Regions from separate parts of the Mus musculus genome. Here all the other regions are linked to region 1. Evidence: chromatin contacts called from public Hi-C, HiChIP or PLAC-seq and promoter capture Hi-C data. All regions are on one chromosome and are shown on one strand. Each heading gives the region's core, a stretch centred on a gene start, on an enhancer-like site or on the middle of the called end of the contact. The rest is flanking DNA. Distances are from core to core; before and after follow the strand shown. Region 1 holds the start of 1700028E10Rik (RIKEN cDNA 1700028E10 gene). Region 2 overlaps Fry (FRY microtubule binding protein). Region 3 overlaps Fry (FRY microtubule binding protein). Region 4 overlaps Brca2 (breast cancer 2, early onset). Region 5 holds the start of N4bp2l1 (NEDD4 binding protein 2-like 1). Region 6 has its middle 26 kb from the start of N4bp2l1. Region 7 overlaps Pds5b (PDS5 cohesin associated factor B).

Region 1 (3,643 bases), core at 347-2,846:
TATTTAGGATCCATTTTTAGTGACCATGGCCCAGGAACACAAATTTTATGCTCCTACATGGAAGCAGTTTTAGTTTTACAGAACAGAGAAAATAATGAATCGAGACATGTAAAACACATCTGTGGGAATACCATAAAGGCAATTCAGGAAGATGGGGCAGGTTTTCTTACAGGTCTCATCTGATGACTTTCTTGTTTTTTAGGTTGGTAGAAGCTAGTATCAGCCAACAGATTTCATTCTTTTTAAAAATCTCTCATGGGATTTTAGTTCTGACACAAAGCTGACTAAGGAATGGCAGTTGGAGTACATAGGAGACTAAAACTAGACTAAGATAAGGTAGTTAAACTCTGGACCTGCAACATTCCAATTTTGCTACAGCACTAAAATTCTAATCAGTCTCTGCCACACCCGGCCCCCCACCCCCAGGAGTTTTCATTCACAACAGGTTCAAGCAAGGGGGAAAAAAAAAAAAACAGTACAAACTAGGGGTTAGAGATTACAAAGTTCCATTCCTAACCAAAAGGCATGTACAACTGATAACTGATAATACTGGGAAAGGTAAAATCAATTTTCCCCTATGGAGTATCAACCACACTTCTGGGAAGGCCCCATGCCCAGAAGTAACTGGCCAACACAAAATTGTGTGTTTGTGAGTGTGTGTGCGAGCGTGCATGTTTTGTTACTTTTTTATGTTTGACTTTATTTAAATCTTTGACAGCAAGGACCTCTGAAATTCCTAAAAGCATCTACCAAAAGCTGAAGACATTCCTGGGAAACTCGGGAGCTTTGGGAAACTGTCTTTCAGCCGAAAGTGTTATGTATATTTAAAGGTGGACACTAATACTTTCTGCAATACAAGTTCATAGTCCTCACGATACAACTAAAATAAAAACAAAGCCCATGTACCAGGGTAAAGTACTGTCCAGCTACTTAAAAATGGGTTTGGATCAGACACAGCCAACGTGGGAAAGGGGCGGAGTTTTCCCCTGGCAGCGTTCAAACCCTCAACAAACGGTTCTGTGCAAAGCCACACCGCAGAATGCAGAGTGCCAATATCCTGACAAAAATAAAGGGTAAAGCTCAAATTAAGCGCTTTAAAAGTCCGTAATATAAGCCTTTCCAAATCCTTAGATGCCATTAGCTGTCACGGGTAGCCTCGAGTGGGTAACGATGCAAGGACTGACACTGGCTGGGAATCAATGGCGAGAAAGCAGCTCGAGACTACCTTGTACATCGCTAACGTTCCAGAGATTTCCAGAAACTGAATTTACAGCCAGAAACCAACTCCTGTGAGAGGGAAGCAACAAAACAGACAAAAACCTGCTAAGACACCAGTTTAATGTCCGCCCGGCGAGGCCTGCAAGCGATCAAAGATGGAGAAATCAGCACATGCCTCCCGCAACAACGCCCTCCTAGTACGCAAGCGCTCGCGCGCCCGCGCGGAGGCCCCGCCCCTCGCGTGCACGCCCAGACCAGGCGCGCGCAGCGGAAGTTACCGCCTCCAAGGCCCCTCCTGGCTCTTCCGCCACGAGGCCCCGCGTTCGCAGTCCGGTTCCGGTTGTAGCTCCGCCCCCGCGCGGGAACACGCTAGAAGGCTGGATATCCGGGCCAGGAGGCTCGCGGAGCCCTCACTTCCGGTGGTGTCTCAGCCCAGCTCCCTTGAGGCGCAGGTTCTGGCTCTCGGTGCGGTAGCGCCATCTGGCGCCGAGTGTTCCCCGGACTGCGGAGGGGCGCGCTTCCTCCCTTCAGAACATTCCAGAGACACCGCGGCGGCCGGGGTAGGCTTTATGCGCTCCGCCAGAAGGGCGGGACCCAAGACTCCTCCTCCACCGAGTTCCCGCGCGGGAAGGGTTTTGCGGTTACCCTGAGCGGAAATGGTTGGAGTCTGGAGCGGGAACGGACCTCACGCGGGAGGAAACCGGCCTTTTCCCGTCTTTTCAAGTCCTGGCGACACAGTTCCTGCCCCACTGGCTCTCCTTTTTTGTTTCCTCCTTTCTGGGCACTGTGCTTCGGTTCTTCACTCGGCGTGGACCGAGGTCCTCCATGTCCCGCTTTGCAGAGAGGAGGCTTTACTTTGTAGCCTTTCGTTAGCCTGTGTTGGAGAAAAGCTTTTGCTCCATTACGTCTGTTAAGCTGGGGTGTTGCGAAAACGAGCAGTATCGGGGATTAAACATTAGAAGAATGATAATAGGTTTTTAAAACAAGACAGTCTCACCAGGTTCATCTCAGAACTGTGAAATTAACGCTGTGGCTGTTATGCCGTATTTCCTTTAGATAAGGGAAAACGAGTTTCCACCAGAGCTAGAAAGTGAACATAACTTTCCTCTTAAAAGAATTCATGTTTAAAAAAGTCCAGATGTAATACACTTGGAGCACTGTTAGCTATTGTGAGTTATTGTGTATCAAGATGCACAGTGCGAGCCAGTGAGATGTCCCTTAGAAGTCAGAGATCTGCGGTCACTTGTCTCTGGACCTTTCTCCCCCACTACAGCAGTATTTTCCCTACCTGTGCATGCATTTGAGTTCAGAAGGCTTTTAAGAGGCCAGTTCACTAGAGTTTAGAACTGGGAGAGGTGATATGGAAGGAGAGCTAGGTGACTAAGGCCCACAGTTGGAATAGTTTAAAGAGTTCAGGAGAGCTCTTCGCTGTTATTGCTGTTTTGACACATTAACCCGACAGATTAGTAGCCTTTCTAGCAGGTGCCAAGGGAGCAAACTAAGCGCTAAAACCATAAAGTTTGTACAGTCACACATTCGGGAAGCAAGTTCATATAATATACTCTGTTGTAGAGGGTGCTGTAACACCAGGTATACAAAATTTCTCAATTATGTCATCTCTGTTCTTCAGAGTTTCTTGAAAATAGTAACTCAAAAAATCACTTCAACAGACATTTAAATTTTTACACCCAGGAAGGTAACATTTTAAAAATCCCTTTCCTTTTGTAACTTCTTTATAGTTTCTTCTTTTCACTAAGTCATTGCCCTTTACCCCTACTGTGTCATTTAAAATGTACAGAATGCTTTAATGCTTTCTGTTTGTGTGTGTGCGCGTGTATGTGCGCGCGCGTAAATAAGTTTTTGTATTCTGAGTTTGACAATGGCATTTGACCCTAACCATCAGTAAAATGCATTGCTCTCTGTAACCATTCCCTTTGTCCCCAATAGAAATACAGATATTCCTAGATAGGCTTGTCGTGTTCATAGCTATGTTGCTCCTAAAAGTGATTTTCTAGTACTAAAAAGGTTAGATTGTTTACTGAAGTGTGAGTGAGTACTATAAAGACTGTATTACCTTTAATTACAAGTTAGTGTATCTAACTGTGAAGATAAGTGAAATAGTATTTTTATAATGACTCAGACTTCCATTACAAGGCACTAGAGAGATGGCTTGGCTAAGTCTGGTCTCCAATGGCACCAGGCATGCACATGGCATACAGACATATATGCAGTCAAAAAACGCATATACATAAACTAATGATAAAACAAAATTGGCTGTTCTAACTCCATTGTTTTTACTAACAAAATAGAGGAAAATTCAGATTCAGAGATCCCTCCTTCCCTCTCTCTCTCTTCTTTCCTCACTAACCTGAATGAGTCGCCATTTAAAGGGTCAGAGGGAGGTAGCAGGGGAGAGCGTGGGGCT
Region 2 (3,643 bases), core at 440-2,939, 930 kb before region 1:
TTGTTTATTTTTTGCTTTGTTTGTTTGTTTGTTTGTTTGTTTGTTTTTTCAAGACATGGTTTCTCTCTGTAGCCCTGGCTGTCCTGGAACTCACTCTGTAGACCAGGCTGCCCTCGAACTCACAGAGATCCACCTGCCTCTGCTTCCCAAGCTCTGGGATTAAAGGTGTGCCCCACCACTGCCAGCATATTTTATTATCTTTAAATTGAACAATTTTTATACATTTAGTGTGATCACTAATACTATATGAACCCGTATCTCTAAATCTGTAAAAGTTTAATAGGTAAAGCTAGGTCTATTGCCTGATACCTCTAATCCTAGCACTGAGGCTGAGGCCAGCCTGGGCTGCACAGAGAGGTTGGGGAAGGAGGGAGGGAGGGAGGGAGGGAGGGAGGGAGGGAGGGAGGGAGGGAGGGAGGGAGGGAGGGAGGGGGAGAGGAGGAGGTAGGGAGGGAGCCAAACAAACTGCTGATAAAGAGTTTGATGTTTTCAGTATGAGTGCAGTTAAAAGAAAGATCTCTGGAAGCTCAGGCCAGTCTGATCAGTATAATAAATTCTGAGTTGTCAAGGATTGCATAGTGAGACCCTGCCTCAGATGTGGGGGGGGGGGGGGGGGGGGCAGGAAAATCAAATTTTCTAAGTGTAAAAATATTTCCTTTGCAGTGTGTACTTACCTTCTTCCTTCTTGACAACATTCTGTTCTAAGTTAAGAGGAGAAAAATTTTGTGTTTGCTTGGTTGCTGGTCTGTCTTATTTTATAATTCTTCCCATCCAAATTCAAACAGAATGCATATGAAAGCTCGCTACATCTCTGGAGTTTTAAGATTTTCCATTATTGAAAGTTTGTATTGGGTGTCTGTTTTTGGAGATTGTTCTTGCTAAGGTTTATTTCCCATAGCCTTAACTTAAAAGCCATTTAAGTAGAAAGTAGATGCCCCGCCCCCGCCCCATCCAAGTACTAACCAGGTCTGGCCCTGCTTAGCCCCAATTAGGGTGGTGGTCTCTAGGGATTCTCCCCCATAGCTGCTTCTCAGAGCACAAGAGCGCCAGCTCTTCAGTGGTACCCACTGGCATTCCGCTGATTTCACTTCTGTTTGTACCTAGTTCTTCATCGCCAGACCTAAGCTCCAGCAGTAAACTGACAGCGAGCAGGAAAAGCACCGGACAGCTGAACGTCAATCCCGGGACTCCTGGCAGCGGCGGAGGCGGCGGCGGCAGCGGCAACACCACGACTGCAGAGCGAAGCCGGCACCAGAGAAGCTTCTCTGTGCCCAAGAAGTTCGGTGTCGTTGACCGATCCTCAGACCCGCCTCGGAGCGCCACCCTGGACAGAATTCAAGCTTGTACCCAACAAGGCCTTTCCTCAAAAACCAGAAGCAATTCCTCCCTGAAGGAGAGCCTCACGGACCCGTCCCACGTAAGCCACCCCACCAACCTGCTGGCCACCATTTTCTGGGTCACGGTGGCCCTGATGGAGTCTGATTTTGAGTTTGAATACCTGATGGCCTTACGGCTCTTGAACCGACTGCTGGCACATATGCCGCTGGAGAAAGCTGAGAACCGAGAAAAGCTGGAGAAACTCCAGGCGCAGCTCAAGTGGGCGGACTTCCCAGGGCTACAGCAGCTGCTCCTGAAGGGATTCACCTCTCTCACCACCACAGACCTGACCCTGCAGCTTTTCAGCTTGCTGACATCAGTGTCCAAAGTCCCCATGGTGGACTCGTCCCAAGCTATTGGTAAGGCCAGCGCCACACTGCCTGTAGACCTGTTGGTGGCTGCATTCAGCTTTAGAGAAACAAGCTAATACCATATGTCTATGTCTACAGTATTAAATACTGGCAATCGAGTAACAGGAACAGCAATTTTGTGTGTGTGTGTGTGTGTGTGTGTGTGTGTGTGTGTGTGTGTGTGTGTGTGTGTATGCGTGTGTGCTCTCGCATGTGTATTCATATATGTGTGTTCATGATTTCGGGTCAAACTGCAAACATTGTCAACTGAGTTCCTTGCTCTTGTAAATTTCTTTCCTAATTCCCAAATCTTGTTTTTCTCTTCCCTTCTCTGTCCTCTTGAAAAGATTGCATTGGCTTTTTATTGTTCTGAATTAAGCAAAATCAACACACCAGCTTTTTAATACCATGGCAAGTGACTAAGAATGCATTTCACTAATTAGGTTTTAACAGCCATGCTGAGCAATAATTTTTTGAAAGGTCTTTGCTGTTGCATGACTAAGGCTTAAATATATTTTTGGCTTTTTTTTTTTTTTTTGGTTTTTGGTTGTTTTTTTGTTTTGTTTTGTTTTGAGACAGGGTTTCTCTGTGTAGCCCTGGCTGTCCTGGAACTCACTTTGTAGACCAGGCTGGCCTCGAACTCAGAAATCCGCCTGCCTCTGCCTCCCAAGTGCTGGGATTAAAGGCGTGCGCCACCACGCCCGGCTATTTGTGTTTGTTTTTTAAGATAGGGTCACTACATAGCTGTGGTTGTCCCAGAACTCACTATGTAGACCAGGCTGGTCTTGAACTCACAGAGATCTGCCTGCCCTTGCCTCCCAAGTTGCTAGAATTAAAGGAGTATGCTACCACATCCAGCTTACATTTTTATTTTTACAGAATCTTAAACGGATGCTTCAGCTCAGGTCAGTCTATGTCAGTAAGATCTGTGTGAGTTCTCCTTGCACACAAACAGGTGACGATCCTATGTTGAAATCTCAAGTGTACTCCAGTGTCTCCTGTAGTCCGTGTCTTTTGGTTGTGTTTTTCATAGATTTCTTTATCAGATCATCTTTACCCTCCTCCACAAAACTGATGGTTTAGCTGACAGAGCTTGCTTAGCTTATACAAAGCCTTAGATTCAATTTTTAGTACCACATACAACCAAGTATGGAGGTACACACCTATAAACCCAGCATTCTAGAAGTGGAGGCAGGCAGGTCAGAACTTCAAGGTCACCCTTAATGATGATTCTGGCCTGTGTGAAACCCTGCCTCAAACAACTCTAACAACCACAAGACCAATTTCACATAGCCTTCGAACAAAATAAAATCAGTATATTCCTTCCCACTGTTAACCAGTCACAGCATAATACTCAGCTATTGCCACTGTGTCTTCTCTCATCCAGGATTTCCGCTGAATGTCTTGTGTCTCCTGCCTCAACTGATCCAGCATTTTGAAAATCCCAATCAGTTCTGTAAGGATATAGCTGAAAGGATCGCTCAGGTATGCCTTAGGACCGTCAGAGAGTCTCCGCGCCAGGTGGAAGTGGCTGGTTTGAAGGAGGCAGTAGTTGTCTCAAAACTTGATATCACTCATAATGGGCATCTCTCGGTAGGCTGTTACAAATTGGCTTTTTAAATTTTGTTTGCATTATTAAGAAAAGCAAGTGGGAGCCGAATGGTGGTACAGTGCACACCGTTGATCCCAGCATTCGGGAGGCAGAGACAGGTGCATCTCTAAGTTCAGGGCCAGTCTGGTCTATAGAGTGAGTTCCAGGGCTACACAAAGAAGACCTATCTCAAAAGAAGAAGGAAGGAAGGAAGGAAGGAAGGAAGGAAGGAAGGAAGGAAGGAAGGAAGGAAGGAAGGAAGGAAGGAAGTGGGGAGGCAGGGAGAGGCAGATGGTAGCTGTTGAGAAGGCTCAGCAGGTAAAGG
Region 3 (3,643 bases), core at 484-2,983, 900 kb before region 1:
AGATGACTCTTTTGTTTATCATCAGAGTGTGCCTTAGTTAGGGTTTCTATAGCTGCAATGAAGCACCATGACCAAAAACCCAAACTGAGGAGGACAGGGTTTATTTGGCTTACACCTCCACGTGGTTGTTCATCACTGAAGGAATCAGGACAGGAGCTTAAACAGGGCAGGAACCTGGAGGCAGGAGCTGATGCAGAAGCCATGGAGGGTGCTGCTTACTGGCTCCCCATGGTTTGCTCGGCCAGCCTGCTTTCTTACAGAACCCAGAACTACCATCTCAGGGATGGCTCCACCCACAATGGGCTGAGCCCTCCGCCATTGATCACTAATTTAGAAAAAGCCATAGAGCTGGATCTCATAGAAGCATTTTCTCAACTGAGGCTCCTTCCTCTCTGATGACTCTAGCTTGTGTCAAATGACACACAGGACCAGTCAGTACAGTGTAGATATCGTCCTTTAGTCCTGATTCGAGAGAACCGAACCCCACATTCATTTTATCTAATACCTGGCGCTTTTGTAGAGAAGATATGAGCTACAACTCCAGGAGTTAAAACTTCCTTGCCTGACTATGCTTGTTCTCACTGAGTCAGAATGGGCAAGTCTGCAGGAAATCTTCAGTGCCAAGGAAAGAAATTTAACCACTTCCCAGCTCGGGCAATTTAAACTTGAGTCTTAAGCAAAAGCCAAGTTGTGGCTTCCGATTAGTGCACAGCCCCTCAAACTTGGCACAGCTCTCACAGACTTTTAACTCTGCATTTTTCTGTGGAATCCGTTGTGGCAAAACAGTCTAGGGTGTTTACCTAACACGCTTCTACTTAACAACAGCCAAGGCATTCCGGAATCTGCTCTGAGCACACTTGCTTCCCCTCCAGAAAACTCTAACTAAACAGAGGCTGGCGGGGGAGGGAAGGTGCACCCTAATTTTAGTTATTTTAATATTAATAATCTCCCTCTTTTTTTTGGAACAGATTTTTGAAAACACAAAATTTTCTAGGGTTTACCAAAATCGACTTTAAGAAATATGTATTTCTCTCAAAAAAAGAAAAGAAAAAAGAAAAAAAGAAAAAGAAATATGTATTTCCTTCTGGGTGTGATGGTGCATGCCTTTAATCCCAACACTTGGGAGAGAGAGAAAGAGAGGGACAGAGACAGAGACAGAGACAGAGACAGAGACAGAGACAGATGGATCTCTGTGAGTTGGAGGGCAGCCTGGTCTACAAAGTGAGTTCCATGTCATCTAAGGCTATATACAAAGAGGCCTTGTTTCAAAAAAAAAAAATATATATATATACATATATGTATACATGTATAACTAACACATCAAAGAGAAGTGTGTCTTCACTTTTACTTGGGAAGTAACACACATTTCCAGAAAAGCTTGGCTTCTTTGTCTCCTTATTGGTAAACAGAAGTCTGAGCATTGAAGCAGATGAGGGCTTGAGAGTCGATGGTGACCTCGTTTGTTTCTAAGCTGGGACTGACTGTGTGAAGGTGTGTGCGTGTGCGCGTGTGTGTGCAGGAGGACCCGGGGCATGAAAAGTCGTTTGTGGTGTGATTTCAGGGGGAGAGTATGGACAACTTCAACTGGGGAGTGCGCAGGCGCTCCCTGGACAGCCTGGACAAGTGTGATATGCAGATCCTGGAGGAGCGCCAGCTCTCCAGAAGTACTCCCAGCCTAAACAAGATGAGCCACGAGGATTCCGATGAGTCATCCGAGGAGGACCTCACAGCCAGCCAGATCCTGGAACACTCAGACCTTGTAAGTAGGAACTCTCCCACTGGAGGGTTGGGAAGGAAGCCTTGGGTTTGGTTTGCTTTTTTTTTTTTTTTTTTTTTTTAAATTAACTCAGGAGTTTGGTTTCCAGCCAAATAAACTCTTTATGGCTGTTGACCTCTTCTTCACTGTAGGTCACTGTAGGCATTTGGTACCCTGAGGCCAGGTCATACGGGGTTGCCCACGGCTACGTTAATATGCTAATGACAGTCAATGATATAGAGAGCTTAGGAAAATGATACCTGTCAACCAAGTACCGGGGACCAGTGATGTGCGTTCTCCTGACAGGAACTTCCTTTACATTTTCTTTGCTTTGCCTTCTAAACAGATCATGAACCTCTCCCCCTCCGAGGAGGCGAATCCCATGGAGCTGCTGACCAGTGCCTGTGACTCCGCCCCCGCAGACCCTCATTCCTTCAACACCAGAATGGCAAACTTCGAGGCTTCTTTGCCTGATATAAATAATCTGCAGATTTCAGAGGGGTCAAAGGTGAAGAGATTTGTGGAATTTCTATTGTAAGGACATGGGGGGAAAGACCAAAAAAAAATCCTGTTAAGAGTTTGTAGAGGGAGGTTCAAAGTGGAGGGGCTTTACGCCTCTGGTTTTAGTGAAATGACTGAAGCTCCCACCCGGTCCTGTGTTTTGAAGTTGTTTTATGCTCACAAACTTGAGCAGACGTCCCTTTGGCTGAGAGATTTGGCCTGAGGCCTTTGTAAAATGAAATACTTGACCACTGACTGACTGCAAAAGCAAGTAGTGGAGAGAGACTGTCGTGGCGCTGGGAGTGTGGTGGCTTTTATAAAACAGTTCACTAAGTGAGGCGTAGGAGTACGCGAGCACTGGGGGGGAATTTTTCCTCGAGTAGGAACCAATTATACAATTTGCTCATTGATTCAGTGCTTGCCTTTTGGCAAACGATAGAAATATTTAATGTCAATCACACAGAATTATGCCAAATCTGCATAAAACTCTCCTAGCTGGACTCCCTGAGAGGAAGAGTTATCTAATATATAATTTCCCTACTTTAAAAGGTTGGCTTTAAGACAAAAAAAAAAAAATCTTGTGGATATTTTACTTAAGGTTTAGTTTATCAAAATTCACAGAAAATATCCTGCCCCATGAAACCATTCATTTGGATGTTGTAACCACACATATGACCTTTAGTGTAGAATTTTATTTCTTTATATTAGAGATATCAAAATAGTCTTATCACTATTAGAATAGAATTAGTCATTCCTGATTCTGATTTTGGCTATAGTTTTGCAACTTTGAAAGAGAAAAAAAATATGGTGGGGGGGTAGGGGGGAGAAATACTGATAAAGGAAAGCTATAACACTTTCTATACCATTTTACAATATGCCGAAATCAAGAAACCCCTGACAAAAAACCAAAAAAAGAAAAAAGAAAAAAGAAACCCCTGAAAGCTTTGAACCAATAATATTAGAGCTGAAAAGAATTATTTCTATGATTGCCCCAACTCAAAGGAAAGAATAAGAACTGTAATTGGGATTTCTTGGCATTGGAACTGTTCGTTTTTGGCCAAAAAAATAAAGCCCCCTCCCCCTGAACAAACTCTTGTTCTAGATTGAAAAATACTAGAACATTAATCCCAAGATCAAGACATTTTAAGTTAAATTTCTTGGGAAACCATCATAAAACATATGTGACATGCTGAGCATGTTATTTCTCGGCATGAGTAAAGTCTCTCCATTTTTCTTTTAAATGCAGACAGACAGATAGATAGATGATTGATTGATAGATAGATGATAGATAAATAAATAAAATATTGGCTCTCACTTTTAAAGACACCTCCATTTTCTCATGACCTAAATTCTATGGCATTTGATATAGTTACGGTGTTAGAAAAG
Region 4 (3,643 bases), core at 343-2,842, 830 kb before region 1:
ACTTGGGAAAAGCACTGAGTGGATGCAATTAATCGTACTCTAACTTGTCCTATCACTCTGTTTTCTTATGCATAGGTATACCAGATTCTTCTGACAAAAAACGCTGTTTACCGAATGATCCTGAAGAGCCATCCTTGACCAACTCTTTTGGGACTGCTACCAGTAAAGAAATTAGTTATATTCATGCATTGATATCTCAGGATCTTAATGACAAAGAAGCAATAGTCATTGAAGAAAAACCACAGCCATATACAGCCCGAGAAGCTGACTTTCTGTTATGCTTGCCAGAAAGAACATGTGAAAATGACCAAAAAAGTCCAAAAGTTTCCAATGGAAAAGAAAAAGTCTTAGTTTCAGCATGTCTTCCTTCAGCAGTGCAACTCAGCAGCATTAGCTTTGAATCACAGGAAAACCCTCTTGGTGACCACAACGGAACAAGTACTCTTAAATTAACTCCCAGCTCAAAGCTACCTCTGTCAAAGGCAGACATGGTTTCTAGAGAGAAAATGTGTAAAATGCCAGAGAAACTGCAATGTGAGAGTTGTAAAGTTAATATTGAACTAAGTAAAAACATCTTGGAGGTAAATGAAATATGTATCTTAAGTGAAAATTCTAAAACTCCTGGGCTTCTGCCACCTGGTGAAAATATAATAGAAGTGGCCTCTTCAATGAAGTCACAGTTCAATCAAAATGCAAAAATAGTCATACAGAAGGACCAAAAAGGCTCACCTTTTATTTCAGAAGTAGCAGTCAATATGAACTCTGAAGAACTTTTCCCAGACAGTGGGAATAATTTTGCTTTTCAAGTAACTAATAAATGCAATAAGCCTGATTTAGGAAGTTCAGTGGAACTCCAGGAAGAAGACCTCAGCCACACACAAGGGCCTAGTCTCAAGAACTCTCCCATGGCAGTAGATGAAGATGTAGATGATGCGCATGCAGCCCAAGTGTTGATTACAAAGGACTCAGATTCATTAGCTGTGGTCCATGATTATACAGAGAAGAGCAGAAATAATATAGAGCAGCACCAGAAAGGAACCGAAGACAAAGATTTCAAGTCAAATTCCTCCTTGAATATGAAATCAGATGGGAACAGTGATTGTTCAGACAAATGGTCAGAGTTCTTGGATCCAGTCTTGAACCATAATTTTGGAGGTAGCTTCAGAACAGCTTCCAATAAAGAAATAAAACTTTCAGAGCATAATGTCAAGAAAAGTAAAATGTTCTTCAAAGATATTGAAGAACAGTATCCTACTAGGTTAGCTTGTATTGACATTGTTAATACCCTTCCATTAGCAAACCAGAAGAAACTAAGTGAACCTCATATATTTGATTTGAAATCAGTTACTACTGTATCTACACAGTCTCACAATCAATCATCTGTTTCTCATGAAGATACTGACACAGCACCTCAGATGTTATCTTCAAAGCAAGATTTTCATTCAAATAATTTAACGACCAGCCAAAAAGCAGAAATTACAGAACTGTCTACTATTTTGGAAGAATCAGGAAGTCAGTTTGAATTCACACAGTTCAGAAAGCCAAGCCACATAGCACAGAATACATCTGAAGTGCCTGGAAACCAGATGGTTGTTTTAAGTACCGCTTCTAAGGAGTGGAAAGATACTGATCTTCACCTCCCAGTGGATCCCTCTGTAGGTCAGACAGATCACAGCAAGCAATTTGAAGGTTCGGCTGGAGTTAAACAAAGCTTTCCTCACCTGTTAGAAGACACTTGTAACAAAAATACATCTTGTTTTTTACCAAATATAAATGAAATGGAGTTTGGAGGATTTTGTTCTGCTCTTGGCACAAAACTTAGTGTGTCTAATGAGGCTCTGAGAAAAGCTATGAAACTGTTCAGTGACATTGAAAATAGTGAGGAGCCTTCTGCAAAAGTAGGACCAAGAGGATTCTCTTCAAGTGCACACCATGATTCTGTTGCTTCAGTGTTTAAGATAAAGAAACAAAACACTGAAAAAAGTTTTGATGAAAAATCTAGTAAGTGCCAAGTAACATTACAAAATAATATTGAAATGACTACCTGTATTTTTGTTGGCAGAAATCCTGAAAAATACATAAAGAATACAAAACATGAAGATAGCTATACTAGCTCTCAAAGAAATAATTTAGAAAACTCTGATGGTAGTATGTCAAGTACAAGTGGCCCAGTTTATATTCATAAAGGTGACAGTGATTTACCTGCCGATCAAGGCAGTAAGTGTCCTGAGTCATGTACCCAATATGCGAGAGAGGAAAACACACAAATTAAGGAAAATATATCAGATTTAACATGTTTGGAAATTATGAAAGCTGAGGAAACATGTATGAAATCTTCAGATAAAAAACAATTACCTTCAGATAAGATGGAACAAAATATAAAAGAGTTTAATATATCCTTTCAGACTGCAAGTGGGAAAAATACCAGAGTCTCCAAAGAGTCATTAAATAAAAGTGTGAATATTTTTAATCGGGAAACAGATGAATTGACTGTCATTTCAGATTCTTTGAATTCTAAAATTCTCCATGGCATAAATAAGGACAAAATGCATACTTCATGTCACAAGAAAGCAATCAGTATTAAAAAGGTATTTGAAGACCATTTCCCAATTGTAACTGTCAGTCAATTACCAGCTCAGCAGCATCCTGAATATGAAATAGAAAGTACCAAAGAACCTACTCTGTTGAGTTTTCATACAGCTAGTGGGAAAAAAGTCAAAATTATGCAGGAATCTTTGGACAAAGTGAAAAACCTTTTTGATGAGACACAATATGTTAGGAAAACTGCCAGTTTTAGTCAAGGATCAAAACCCCTGAAGGACAGTAAAAAAGAACTTACATTAGCATATGAGAAAATTGAAGTAACTGCCTCAAAATGTGAAGAAATGCAGAACTTTGTCTCTAAGGAGACTGAAATGCTACCTCAGCAAAATTATCATATGTATAGGCAAACTGAAAATCTCAAAACATCAAATGGTACCTCTTCCAAAGTACAAGAAAACATAGAAAATAATGTAGAAAAGAATCCTAGAATTTGCTGTATTTGTCAGTCCTCTTACCCAGTCACTGAAGATTCTGCTTTGGCATATTATACGGAGGACAGTAGGAAAACTTGTGTCAGAGAGTCTTCTCTATCCAAAGGCAGAAAATGGCTTAGAGAACAGGGTGATAAGCTTGGAACAAGAAATACTATCAAAATTGAGTGTGTAAAGGAACACACAGAAGATTTTGCAGGAAATGCCTCATATGAACATAGTTTGGTCATTATCAGAACTGAAATTGATACAAATCATGTCTCTGAAAACCAAGTGTCAACCCTCCTTAGTGACCCTAATGTGTGTCATAGCTATCTATCCCAGTCTAGTTTTTGTCATTGTGATGACATGCATAATGATTCAGGATATTTCTTAAAAAATAAAATTGATTCTGACGTTCCGCCAGACATGAAGAATGCTGAAGGCAATACCATTTCCCCCAGAGTATCTGCTACAAAAGAAAGAAATCTACACCCACAAACTATAAATGAATATTGTGTTCAGAAACTGGAGACTAATACTTCACCACATGCAAATAAAGATGTAGCCATTGACCCATCTCTGCTGGATTCAAGGAATTGTAAGGTAGGCTCACTCGTGTTTATTAC
Region 5 (3,643 bases), core at 673-3,172, 770 kb before region 1:
CTCCCCGGGCCAAGCCCTGGCTTTCCAGTGCTGACTCTCGGCTTCTTTTCTTCCCTATTCTCTGATCCTCACACTACTTCCTCTCTCAGCGATTAGAGATGCCATGGCTAAAAGTTACTTCCTTCTCTGACTTTGAGCGTGTGGAGAATTTACAGGCTGTCAAAGTGAAAGTGAGATCGAACAAGGGTTGGCATCCTGAAAACACCCGGTAACAGATGTACCCTCTGTGAATTGCTGGATCACAAAATAACCAAGTTGTCCCGGGTTCCAAGGAGGCTCTCCACTTGGAACCCAACCTACCACTGCCAGGAGCTTCCGGAAAGAACCTACGGAAGGGTGTCTCAGAAAAGGGTACCAGTGTGGCCTTCGCAAGTCATCTATCCCTCTAAGATGCAAAGGTAGCAATTTTCGTTAGCTGGCTGCTTCTCCACAAATCAGCTAGAACCCCAATACAAATTGTCAGTCCCTTATCTGGCCGTGTCAGTTTCCCCATCATCCACATCCAAAAGATTCGGGCCCTCCCCCTATGATCACTACCTGGTGCCATGGAAATCAGCATGTGACCGCGGGCTACCTTGATTCTTCAGCGGTTCCAGGGTCCTAGGGCTAGCCTTATCTGATGAGAAGGGAAGCAAGCACACAGGTGGCAAGTGACTGCTTCTATCGACTAGTGTGTGCCCGATAACGTTCACGGAGGGTAAGACATGGCCCCTATCTTCAAGTATCTCACAGAAGGCAAAAGCAACCGTGTGCAAACCTAAGCGCAGTCACAGAGATGTAAACAGGAGCCAAGACGCTGAGAAGGGCGGGCGGCTTCTACGGCAGGGTGAGGCAGCTGCGAGGGGAGGTAATAGAACCGGTTTTAAAAGGCTAGTGAGACCAGTCGGGCAAAGGGTGACGGTGGGAAAGCCAGGCAGGAGGGTCAGCATCCTCAACCCCAGCAAGGAGAGAGAAACAGTCCAACGTTGCTGGAATACCAAGTGCAGGGCAGGAAGTGGAGGGCGTTCAGGCTGGAGCGGTGGGCCTAGCAAGGTGCAGCAGGCAGCAAGCCCGCGCAGTTCTCTCTGCCCGGGTACCCGAAGGGCCGCTTACGCAATTCGCGAGTGATCGAATTTGGGCGCCCGCGGAGAGGCTGTCAGTGACGGTCGGTGGTGGCGCCGCCAGCCCCCCGCCCCCCTCCCCAGAGCACCTGTGCGCCTTCGCAGCCGCCAAAGCAGCCGCAGGCTGCGCCGATCCACCAGATCTCAAAGCGGGCCCCCGGCCAGCGCCGCGCGGACCCCCGACCCGGACATCCCCGAACTCGCTCCGGTGACAGCGCCTGTGGGCGCCGTGGCGGCTGCCTGCGCGCCAGCGGGCGGGGAGCGGGTTTCTCTGCAGTCACCACCAGCTTTTCCCGAAGAGCAGTCCCCGCGGGCCTCCCCGACCCGGGGCTGGGGACGAAGGTTGCCGGGGAGTTGGGGGTGGAGGGGTGGGCACCAGGCCCGGCGCGGCGGGGAAGGGCCGGCGGCGGCGTCTTGGGGCTTGCGCAAGGCGCACTGCCGAGGTCCGTCCTCCCGGGCCGGCGCGCGGCAAAGCTCTCGGGCGCGCGGGGCAAGGGCAGGGGCGGCGCGCGGAGCCGCTCGGGGCAGGAGCGCGAGTGGGCGCCAGGCCGCTCTCATTACCTGGCCAGCGTGGTTTTTCCCGAGCCCGGGAGGCCGCGCAGGAGGTAGAGGTGTTTCCTAAAGCTGTGGCGGCGCGGAGGTGGCCCCCGAGCGGGCGGCGGCCGAGGAGGCGGCTGCTGCTGCCGCTGTTGGAGGCTCAGCCTCCCGAACGATTCCAGAAAACTGTCCTCCATGGGGAGGGGGCTGGCGGCGAGGGCCCTGAGCTCCCTTCCTGAAGTCACGGTCTTGGCCAAAGCTGTTGTTTTTGTGACTCTCCGGCCATGTGATAGATGGAGGGGCGGGCGCTCGGAGCCCGGCCCCTCCTCCCCGGCCCCGCGAACCGCGGGAGGGGGCGTCTCTACCTGTGAGGCCCCGGCGCTGCCGGGGAGTCTGACAGCCCGGGGAAGCGTGGGTGACGCAGCCCCCAGCGCTCCCTCCAGCCCCCCGCCGCCTTCCGCAGCCCTTCCCAAGGGAAGGGGCCTGGCCCCGGGGACACAGTGGGAGGTTTCCCTGCAGTCACTGTGGAAGCCCAGCCCTCTGCCACGGCTCTGCCTCATCTCACTTCAGACCGGCCTAGACCTTGAAAGTAAATACTTTCCGTGGGAGATTAGAGAATGTGACCAGCGCATCCGAGCAGTCACAGTAAAGACTGTTGTCTCCCCTACTGCCTGTGAATCAGTCAGCACCTGGCTGGGGTCCCAAGGACTGAGGTACACTCCTTCAGGGTCCTGTACGTTTCCTTAGTACCGGTACCGGCCTGCCAAAACTATCCTTAAAAGCTGTATGCAACTTTTAAGTCTCTTGTTACTCCTTGGGTCTCGGGTGGACTCAGGAGGCTTCATGAACACCTTCCGCTGCCACATAGCAGGGGAGATTGTCATGGTACCATTTATATAAAACCAAATTCAAGTTGCAGGAGTTGGCAGCACCCACTGGCTGTGACTCTCCAGTATTTCCCTTTAGAAGCAATAGAATGGTCCTGGTTTTCAGAATGAAACTGTTCAAAATTTGCATACTAGAAAATCTGAGATATTGGTGGCTTTGGCTACAATTGTTGTAAAAATCAAAACATTTTGTGTCTGGCACCTAAGGTATGAGCATTATGAGAAGGAAGTGTGGAGAAAGAAGTAGTGTCTTTCTAAGACTCAGAACCTATGTCAAAATCAGAGATTTCCTGATGAGCGCGTTAGGAAGGGGCTGTGTACAAGGAGGGAGGACAGCTGCCTGTGCATCTCGCTGGCTTTGGACTTCCCCTGGGTTGGGGTGTGGAGCAGTCAGGTTGCTCCCCCGGGAATTCCCCTCCCGGAGTGAAGCTACTTCTTTAGTCCTTCTTTCTGTGTGCACATTAAGAGGAAGCACGAGGAATGGAGAAGACACATTTGTCCTAACAGCAGTGACCTTTAGCTTGTATACGTCCGGGTTCACATTTGAGGAAGTGAATCTCCTGCACCCTGAGCATACCCTTAGCACACGTTTACAAACGTGGTTCCCCTCAGCCTCAAATACTTTCTTTTTCATTCCAATCATCTGCTGTCCAGTAAGAAACATGGAGCATTTGGGGTGTGGATGGTACAAAATGGGGTTAAAGGGCTCGATTTGGCAGCACCTTAAAGTGGATGCAGAGCAGATTAGCATGGCCCCACAAAAATTCATGAAGTGTTCCATATTTTGGGGGGTCATGTCTTTCTTGTTGAGTATAGACCTTAACCTTGTTCACCCATTGATACCTGTTTTTCTAGAATAAAACAAAACAAAACAAACAAACCCTAAAATGTGTGGATTTTTTGTTTTTGGTTTTGGTTTTGGTTTTTTGGGGGGTTTTTTTTGTTTTTGTTTTTGTTTTTGTTTTTTTGTTTTTTGAGGTTTAAGGACTGAGGAGATAGATGGCTCAGTAGGCTAGAGTCTTAGAGTACAAGCATGAGGGCATGAGTTTGAATCCACAACCCCATGTAACAAGGAGGGCATGGCTGCACACGTAACCCTAGTGCTGAGAGGAGTGGAGA
Region 6 (3,643 bases), core at 719-3,218, 750 kb before region 1:
GGAAACTGACTTTTGTGATGGGCCAGCTGACTCCTTGGATATTTCTGTATCCTCTGAGCCCTATGTCTGAAAGGTTGGAGCCATTGGCCACAGAAATCACTGTCACTTTCTGTAGGCTTTGCCTTTTTTTTTTGCAAAGAGGTGATCCAGTCTCGTTTCCCCGGTTGCCCCGCCCTCCAGTCTTGGCTTTCCCTTTTCCCCTTGTCTACACATGCTTCATTAAGTTACACATGCGCGTGTGGAGCTATGTGGTGTTGCTCCTTTGGTACTGGAGCTCACACCTATGACTGCTGAGCTACACACCCAACAGCTGATTACCAATTAAAAGCATCTATGTGAATGGTATGTTCCTGTCTTCAGTCTTCATTTATAAAATGCTACAAAATTACTACTTCCTGGATGCTGCTGAGTAGGGCAAGTTCCCTGGCCCTTCAACAGCTAAAGGAGTTTCATATTTTTATTTAAAGTCAGAATGTGGGTACAAAACCAGGTGGCTAAAAATGCGTCTATTTTCAATCATGCTCCATGTTTTTAATGCATGAAGAAAATCAACCTTCACATAACTGCCTTAGAACCCCTATAGATTTCTCTTCACAGACAGGTTGACAGCGATGAAGCATCAAACCTACCATTACTTCACCTGCCACTCAGAGGCAAGATTCAGGTATGGGAAAGAATGACTGAAAGACCGGAGTCCTGGAGGCACGAAGTCCTCACCCTTCCATTGTCTTCAGGAGTAAGTGGATTTACCTCTGAGGACTTCCTTGACAGCTGAAAGAGAAGCCCTCCCTATACATTTAGCTAACAGTCCAGTTTTGTAGCCTGTCACATACTACCAAAGAGAAATCAATAATGATGTTTAGTATCAGTAATCTATTAAAAAAAAAGGAGGGGGGAGAAAACAAGATGTATTCTCTCCATCCTGTAGGAAGCGGAGAAAGCCCTGACTGAAGCCCTAAGCCAATGTGTGTGTTGACATGAACTAGATCTGCCAAAGGTCCCAAAGCCACAACCCAGGAAGGAATGCCATAGCCACTCCCCTGGGGTGAGGCTTAGAGGATGGCAAAGCCTTCACTGGGGCCCAAATGGGATTGTTGACAGTGTGCAGAAAAAAGTCTATAATAGCTTTCTTCCCCTGGATGTTTACTGTCTAAAGACTGCTTCTCTACAGACATCCCCTGCCAAATTAGATAAACCTGTCTCCTCGCTCAGCTGTATGTAATACACCTCCATCTTTGCCCAACTGTATGCACTAACTCTGGATGTCTGCTCAACACTACAATAAACACACCGAGTTAAGTGCTGTGCTTTTTCTAGCCACGAGTCTGGACGACCTGATCCCAGCTTTCTGTTCATCGGTCTGCCTGTCTGTGTGTCTTCTTTATTCTCTCACTGCCCTGGTGTAGTGTGATGCAAAAGTTATGACTGGGCAGCGACTGGAAAAAGACTAATGACTCAACTGTCACATAAATTCAGAGAGAAATGTTTAGGTTTTGTTGTTATTGTTGTTTTCTTTTTCTGGTAGTAAGCAATCAATTCAGGTCCTAGCACAATCTAGGCAAGCCCTCTCCTCTGTTACTACGAGAGCGCCTTTCCTTGTTTGATTTGCTTTTTTGAGACAGGGTCTTACTAACGTGCCAGCCTGGCCTTGAACTCACTGCGTAACTTGTCCTCTTCTGCTTCTGCTTCCCGTGTGCCAGCTGACAGGCGTGTACCATGTCCTGCCACGTTTAGTTTCTCCTAGCCTGGATGTTGGAGAGTTGAAGACTAAGAGGTGATTCTGTCACAGGATCTGGGACACCAGGTGACAGAAGCCACCCTGACAGATGTCTCACCCCAGTACCTTGAGATATTTATGATCACCAAAATTAAGACAAATAGTCAACTCAATTAAGTGTGCAGTAGCTGAAGTAAGCTACACCTAACCACGATCAAAAGAGCGCCATTCTCTGGATGTGGTTCCTACTTTCTTCTGCTAGAAAGCACCAACAGATGTTTCTCCTCGGTTTCTGTTCCCCTCTCTATTGTAGAAGACATGAACCTTACTTTGGAAATGGCTTTACCCACTTCTCAGGACATCAGGTTCCCAAGCCTTTTCCTTGTTTGTCTCTGAGAAGCAGGAGTCCCCAACGCAGAGAAACAGCAAACTGCACTACTAACATGGTCAGAAATGTTTACTCACTAGGGTAACCCCCTCCCTGCATTTGTCTTAGGCAGTTACCAAACCAATGCCAATAGGTGCCTCAGCCTTACAACAATATAATGTGTTTAACCTCCCAGTTGGTAAGATATCCAGAGGCACTGTTTCTGCTGTTACAGGGCAACGTAAATTGTTACCTTACAGATGTTAACACAGGAAGACTTTTGCTACTGTTTACAAGATAAAGAAGTTGTGATTGCACTGTTTAAAAAAAATCTTCATAGATTTTGACAGTAATTGCAGGTGTATTGGATAAAGTATTATTGTATAGTTTGGTGTATTGACCTGTTTTTTAATTTTTTTCACTTTTAGCATATGGGTGGATTTTTTTTTTTTTTTAAAGACAAAGTTTCAGGTAATTCAGACTGGCCTCAAATTTGCTATTTGGTCAAGGATAACTGTGAACTTCTGATCCTCCAGCCTTCGTATTCCAAGTGCTGGGATTACAGTTATGTAGCACACTGAGTTTTGTGGAGAGCTGGTATTGACCTTGGATGTTGCACATAAACAGGCAAGCCCTCTACTGACTGAGCTCCACTGCTACCTTGGGAAATTTTCAAAATCTACTCTTAACTAGACTGAGTAGTATCTGTTTAAAACAGGTGAGCATGACTCACTGCTGCTAAAGTTTCAAGGACTTCTTCAGTGGTTCCTCTTTTCTGGTTCCTGGTGGTCTACTCTGATCACTTCTCTAGAACACGGCTTTCAAACACCGTGATTGGCAGTTCTTCAAATGGGTGACAAATAGAACCTGTAAGGGGAACTCCCAAGTTTTGGGAAGAGAGCCTCTTTCGTCAGTTCTACTGAAGCAGAAGAGGCTGAGACTCACAGAAGCCTCCTACCTTATGTGCCAAATATGCTCCTGTCTTCCCCTCACTTACCCACATTTGTATTTCCAGCTCAGACTTCTCTGGATTATGAACACATTCAGCACCTGCCTGGATGTCTAGAATGTAGCTCAAGCTTATCATGTCCCAGACTATCTTTCCCTTCCCAAATGTGCTCTCCTGCTGAACACCTAACCTACAATAACTCCCCACTCACCTTCTCAGCCTATTACTTGTCTAATTCAATCATCTGTCTCCTCTAGTCAACCACTTCTCACACATCCACACATCCACTCTTAATTTCATTATAACTGTTTTTAAATGTTGTTTGTATACATGTGTGTGCTGTGCAGGAATTCAGTGGCGGACACTGGTGTCCTACATTCTCTCTTTCTCTCTACCTTGAGACAGGGTCTCTCACTGAGCCTGCAGCAGGCAGCAAGCCCAAGTGATTCTTTGATCACCAACCCCTACAGCCACCATGGTTACCAATGCACACGACCACATCTGGCTTTTTACATGGGCTCTAAGGATTTAAACTCAGTACCTCACATTTGTGCAGCGATAGAGTTCTTACCTGCTGAACCATCTCCCTAGTCCTCTTGACTTAAGTCAC
Region 7 (3,643 bases), core at 432-2,931, 660 kb before region 1:
TCTTGCCTTTTTCCTTGTGCCAAACCTTAGGGTTGGAGATGCTGCTGCTCAATTAGATGAATTAAATTCAGTCGGTTTAATTGGGCCCTGAGATAACAAGGGCCAGGTGGCAGCATTGAATTGCCAGAGACAAGGTGATCGTAGTTATTATAATGGACAGTGTAGACAAAACAATGTTTATAATGACATACCCCATAATGGTCAGCACAGGAGAGGTGAAATTTATAATGGCATGACTCCTTTGGACATTTGGTACTGGCTAATCAGTCAGTGTTTCCAGGCATAAAATAGATAGGAAGCCTACTTCATATCTGTTTGATCTGTATAAGCAGAAAAATTTCTCAAATGAAAGAAAGGCTACATTGGATCGTGGCAAAAGGCAATCTCAGCCAGTGAATCAATTCCAGATTTGAGCCAGTTTGCAGACCCAGAACCCCTTGAGTGAAGGTGTGGCCAGGTTCCTCTGAGAAAGGATCTTGATAAGATAGCTAAAAGTTTTGTTGTTAGCCTTTCCCCAATTCTTCCCCAGAGGGACCTATGGCCTTTTACAAGGGTAACTGTACACTGGGGGAAAGGAAATAATCAGACTTTCCAGGGGTCTGTTGGATACTGGTTCTGAGTTGACACTGATCCTAGGAGATCCCAAGAAACATTGTGGTCCTCCAGTTAAAGTAGGAGCTTATGGAGGACAGGTGATTAATGGAGTTTTGACTGATGTCTGACTCATAGTAGGTCAACTAGGTCCCTGAACACATCCTATGGTCATTCCCCCAGTTCCAGAATGTATTGGGATAGATATACTCTGAAATTGGCAGAATTCTCACATTGGTTCCCTGACCTGTGGAGTGAGGGCTATTATGGTTGGAAAGGCTAAATGGAAGGAAACCTTTAGAGCTGCCTCTGCCAAAGAAAATAGTGAATCAAAAACAGTATCGTATTCCTGCAGGAATTGCAGAAATTACTGCTACTATCAAGGACTTAAGATGCAGGGTTGGTGGTTCCCACCACTTGTCCCTTTAACTCTCCTATTTGGCCAGTGGAAAAGACAGATGGATCATCGAGAATGACAGTTGACTATAGAAAACTAAATCAGGTAGTAACTCCAATTGCAGCTGCTGTACCAGATGTAGTTTTGTTACTTGAGCAAATTAACACAGCTCCTTGTACTTGGTATGCAACTATTGATCTAGCAAATGCCTTCTTCTCAGTACCTGTCCATAAGGAGCACCAGAAGCAATTTGCTTTCAGTTGACAAGGCCAGCAATATACCTTCACAGTTTTGCCTCAAGGATATATTATCTCTCCTGCCCTGTGTCATAACTTAGTTAGAAGGGATCTTGTCTCTTCCACAAAATTGGTGCATTATATTGATGACATTATGCTGATTGGACCAAGTGAGCAGGAAGTAGCAACCACTTTGGACTCTTTGGTAACACATATGGGTATCAGAGAATGGGAAATAAATCCAACCAAAATTCAAGGACCATCTACCTCAGTGAAATTCTTAGGAGTCCAGAGGTATGGGGCATGCAGAGATATTCCTTCTAAGGTGAAAGATAAGTTATTTTGCCTGGCCCCTCCCACCACCAAGAAAGAAGCACAGTATTTAGTGGGTCTACTTGGATTCTGGAGACAGCACATTCCTCACTTGGGTGTGTTACTCAGGCCTATTTACCAAGTGACTCAGAAAGCTGCTAGCTTTGTGTGGGGCCTAGAACAGGAGAAGGCTCTTCAGCAGGTCCAGGCTGCTGTGCAATCTGTTCTACCACTTAAGCCATATGACCCAGCAGACCCGATGGAACTTGAGGTGTTGGTGGCAGATAGAGATGCTGTTTGGAGCCTCTGGCAGGCCCCTGTAGGTGGATCACAGAAGAGACCTTTGGGATTTTGGAGCAAAGCTCTACTACCATCATCTGCAGACAACTATTCTTCCTTTGAAAAGCAGCTCTTGGCCTGCTATTGGGCCTTAGTGGAAACTGAACGTTTGACAGTAGTACACCAAGTTACTATGCGACCTGAACTACCCATCATGAGCTGGGTGTTACCAGACCCTCCAAGTGATAAAGTAGGACATGCACAGCAGCAGTCTATTATCAAATGGAAGTGGTATATACGTGATTGGGCCCGAGCAGGTTGTGAAGGCACAAGCAAGTTACATGAAGAAGTTGCTCTAAATGCCTATGGTTTCTCCTCCTGTTACAATGCTATCTACTATCAAGCATGTGCCTATGGCCTCATGGGGTGTTCCCTATGACTGGCTGTCTGAAGAGGAGAAGACTAGGACAGGGTTTACTGATGACTCTGCACGTTATGCAGGCACCACCCAGAAGTGTACAGCTGCAGCATTACAACCCCTTTCTGGGACAACCCTGAAAGACACAGGTGAAGGGAAATCTTCATAGTGGGCAGAACTTCTAGCAGTACACATGGTATTACAATTTGTTTGGAAGAAGAAATGGCCAGATGTACGATTATTCACTGACTCATGGGCTGTAGCCAATGGATTGGCTAGATGGTCAGGGACTTGGAAAGATCACAATTGGAAAATTGGTGAGAAAACATCTGGGGAAGAAGTATGTGGATAGATCTCTCCAAGTGGGCAAAGGATGTGAAGATATTTGTGTTCCATGTTAATGCTTATCAAAAGGTGACTTCAGCTGAGGAGGAGTTCAGTAATCAAATGGATAGGATGACCCGTTCTCTAGTCAGTCAGCCTCTTCCCCAGACATCCTTGACATTGCTCAATGGGCACATGAACAAAGTGGCCATGGTGGCTGAGATGGAGGTTATATTTGGGCTCAACAACACAGACTTCCACTCACATTGCTTCCTTTCTTCACACTTTCTTTTTATTTACCTTGTGATTAGACATTGTCTTCCAAAAAACTTTTTTTTTTTTTTAAATATCCCTCCTCACGTTGATAGCACATATACTAAACTTGGAATGATACAGAAAATACTAGCATGGCTCTGTGCAAGGATGACAAGCAAATTCGTGAGGCCTTCTATATTTGTAAATAAATAGATCTAAAAAGAAGTATCATCCAACCAAGTTCAAGGAAGTATTTGCTGAGGTCATTTTGTGTGTTTTCGCTAAAGTAATTGCCACTATATATCAGCCTCTGTCTTCAGACAGCCTTCTTGATCCCAGGTGTTTGTATCTGTTATGCTCCTTGACACTCTTTCTGCATTTCTCCCTATCAATATATTTATTTCCTCAAGGTTCAGACTTGGAATCTCAGTTCATCTTACATCCTCCTCCTCATCCTATTTTGAGACAGCCTTACTCCTGGCTGGCCTAGAGTTTGCTGCATAGACAAAGCTGTTGACTCTAACCTTGTGACAGTCCTACTCTATCACCTAAGTACTGATATTATGGGTTTGTGCCACTGTGCTGGAGCTCACATGACCTGTCCTCCCTCCATCTCTTCTTCCTTTTCTTTCTCTCATTTGTCTTTCCTCTTTTCCTTCTTGTGTGCAGGTGTATATGTGTTTATGCAGGTGTGTTTTGATTGTTAGTGTGCATTTAGGAACATGTGGAGGTCAGCCTTAGGTATTGTTTTTCAGGAGCCCATATTTCTTGCTTTTTAGGTAGTGAATCTCAGGGATTTTTCCAATCCCTGGTTCTAGAATTGATTACATA

What was found. Promoter capture Hi-C pulls out the DNA fragments that hold promoters and counts their contacts. Hi-C and Micro-C count contacts between places; a contact is called where the count stands out from the background. HiChIP or PLAC-seq counts read pairs in DNA pulled down with a chosen protein or histone mark. Capture Hi-C pulls out chosen DNA fragments and counts their contacts.
Region 2: a promoter capture Hi-C map of hippocampal neurons shows a contact between it and region 1, with 4 times the contacts expected there. The contact joins the enhancer-like site here to the promoter of 1700028E10Rik in region 1. A contact is called at or near these places in 4 of 39 promoter capture datasets (the C10 cell line, hippocampal neurons, liver and 1 more), 2 of 15 datasets of contacts at CTCF or cohesin (embryonic stem cells and large pre-B cells), 3 of 484 Hi-C or Micro-C datasets (embryonic fibroblasts, nephron progenitors and pro-B cells) and 4 of 115 datasets of contacts at active chromatin or transcription factors (T-cell acute lymphoblastic leukemia, astrocytes, embryonic basal ganglia and 1 more).
Region 3: a contact with region 1 is called in a Hi-C map of uterus, with 4 times the contacts expected there. The contact joins the enhancer-like site here to the promoter of 1700028E10Rik in region 1. A contact is called at or near these places in 1 of 39 promoter capture datasets (hippocampal neurons), 2 of 484 Hi-C or Micro-C datasets (embryonic fibroblasts and uterus) and 5 of 115 datasets of contacts at active chromatin or transcription factors (the 230-238 cell line, the NIH/3T3 cell line, T-cell acute lymphoblastic leukemia and 1 more).
Region 4: an H3K27ac HiChIP or PLAC-seq map of T-cell acute lymphoblastic leukemia shows a contact between it and region 1, with 13 times the contacts expected there. The contact joins the enhancer-like site here to the promoter of 1700028E10Rik in region 1. A contact is called at or near these places in 7 of 39 promoter capture datasets (the 3T3-L1 cell line, 3T3-L1-derived adipocytes, the C10 cell line and 4 more), 1 of 484 Hi-C or Micro-C datasets (cerebral cortex) and 5 of 115 datasets of contacts at active chromatin or transcription factors (the NIH/3T3 cell line, T-cell acute lymphoblastic leukemia, cardiomyocytes and 2 more).
Region 5: a promoter capture Hi-C map of liver shows a contact between it and region 1, with 4 times the contacts expected there. The contact joins the promoter of N4bp2l1 here to the promoter of 1700028E10Rik in region 1. A contact is called at or near these places in 11 of 39 promoter capture datasets (the 3T3-L1 cell line, the C10 cell line, cranial neural crest and 6 more), 1 of 15 datasets of contacts at CTCF or cohesin (large pre-B cells), 7 of 484 Hi-C or Micro-C datasets (CD4 T cells, cerebral cortex, embryonic stem cells and 2 more), 10 of 115 datasets of contacts at active chromatin or transcription factors (T-cell acute lymphoblastic leukemia, astrocytes, cardiomyocytes and 7 more) and 3 of 9 other capture datasets (adipose tissue, liver and pancreatic islet).
Region 6: a contact with region 1 is called in an H3K27ac HiChIP or PLAC-seq map of T-cell acute lymphoblastic leukemia, with 10 times the contacts expected there. The contact joins the enhancer-like site here to the promoter of 1700028E10Rik in region 1. A contact is called at or near these places in 3 of 39 promoter capture datasets (the C10 cell line, hippocampal neurons and pre-B cells) and 3 of 115 datasets of contacts at active chromatin or transcription factors (T-cell acute lymphoblastic leukemia, effector CD8 T cells and memory CD8 T cells).
Region 7: an H3K27ac HiChIP or PLAC-seq map of trophoblast stem cells shows a contact between it and region 1, with 6 times the contacts expected there. The contact joins the enhancer-like site here to the promoter of 1700028E10Rik in region 1. A contact is called at or near these places in 8 of 39 promoter capture datasets (the 3T3-L1 cell line, cranial neural crest, embryonic stem cells and 4 more), 1 of 15 datasets of contacts at CTCF or cohesin (large pre-B cells), 2 of 484 Hi-C or Micro-C datasets (the C2C12 cell line and epidermal suprabasal cells) and 21 of 115 datasets of contacts at active chromatin or transcription factors (the SCID.adh cell line, T-cell acute lymphoblastic leukemia, astrocytes and 18 more).

Annotation. Positions count from the first base shown.
Region 1 is chr5:151,367,079-151,370,721 of GRCm38.p6, forward strand. It overlaps 1700028E10Rik (RIKEN cDNA 1700028E10 gene), which reads left to right and starts at 1,597. Exons shown (of 4, transcript NR_045700.1): 1 at 1,597-1,778. It also overlaps a transcript of Stard13 not described here.
Region 2 is chr5:150,435,597-150,439,239 of GRCm38.p6, forward strand. Fry (FRY microtubule binding protein) reads left to right here. Exons shown (of 61, transcript NM_172887.2): 44 at 1,105-1,736; 45 at 3,115-3,212. Among named protein-coding and RNA genes, the nearest start is that of Gm36299, 30 kb to the left of the region's middle. Within about 2 kb of position 1,690, at least 22 of the 459 cell types and tissues checked have an H3K27ac peak or open chromatin away from gene starts, as enhancers often do. A contact at or near this core is called in hippocampal neurons and liver, where this site is marked.
Region 3 is chr5:150,464,683-150,468,325 of GRCm38.p6, forward strand. It overlaps Fry (FRY microtubule binding protein), which reads left to right. Exons shown (of 61, transcript NM_172887.2): 52 at 1,562-1,759; 53 at 2,103-2,264. Among named protein-coding and RNA genes, the nearest start is that of Gm5, 36 kb to the right of the region's middle. Within about 2 kb of position 1,734, at least 126 of the 459 cell types and tissues checked have an H3K27ac peak or open chromatin away from gene starts, as enhancers often do. A contact at or near this core is called in astrocytes and uterus, where this site is marked.
Region 4 is chr5:150,538,574-150,542,216 of GRCm38.p6, forward strand. Brca2 (breast cancer 2, early onset) reads left to right here. Exons shown (of 27, transcript NM_009765.3): 11 at 76-3,643. Among named protein-coding and RNA genes, the nearest start is that of Gm25284, 7.1 kb to the right of the region's middle. Within about 2 kb of position 1,593, at least 8 of the 459 cell types and tissues checked have an H3K27ac peak or open chromatin away from gene starts, as enhancers often do. A contact at or near this core is called in T-cell acute lymphoblastic leukemia, where this site is marked.
Region 5 is chr5:150,592,603-150,596,245 of GRCm38.p6, forward strand. N4bp2l1 (NEDD4 binding protein 2-like 1) reads right to left here and starts at 1,923. Exons shown (of 5, transcript NM_133898.4): 1 at 1,662-1,923. The coding sequence starts at 1,834.
Region 6 is chr5:150,618,918-150,622,560 of GRCm38.p6, forward strand. It overlaps a transcript of N4bp2l2 not described here. Among named protein-coding and RNA genes, the nearest start is that of N4bp2l1, 26 kb to the left of the region's middle. Within about 2 kb of position 1,969, at least 56 of the 459 cell types and tissues checked have an H3K27ac peak or open chromatin away from gene starts, as enhancers often do. A contact at or near this core is called in T-cell acute lymphoblastic leukemia, where this site is marked.
Region 7 is chr5:150,705,135-150,708,777 of GRCm38.p6, forward strand. All of the region lies in intron 1 of Pds5b (PDS5 cohesin associated factor B), which reads left to right. It also overlaps the pseudogene Gm24630. Among named protein-coding and RNA genes, the nearest start is that of Pds5b, 33 kb to the left of the region's middle. Within about 2 kb of position 1,682, at least 27 of the 459 cell types and tissues checked have an H3K27ac peak or open chromatin away from gene starts, as enhancers often do. A contact at or near this core is called in extraembryonic endoderm stem cells and trophoblast stem cells, where this site is marked.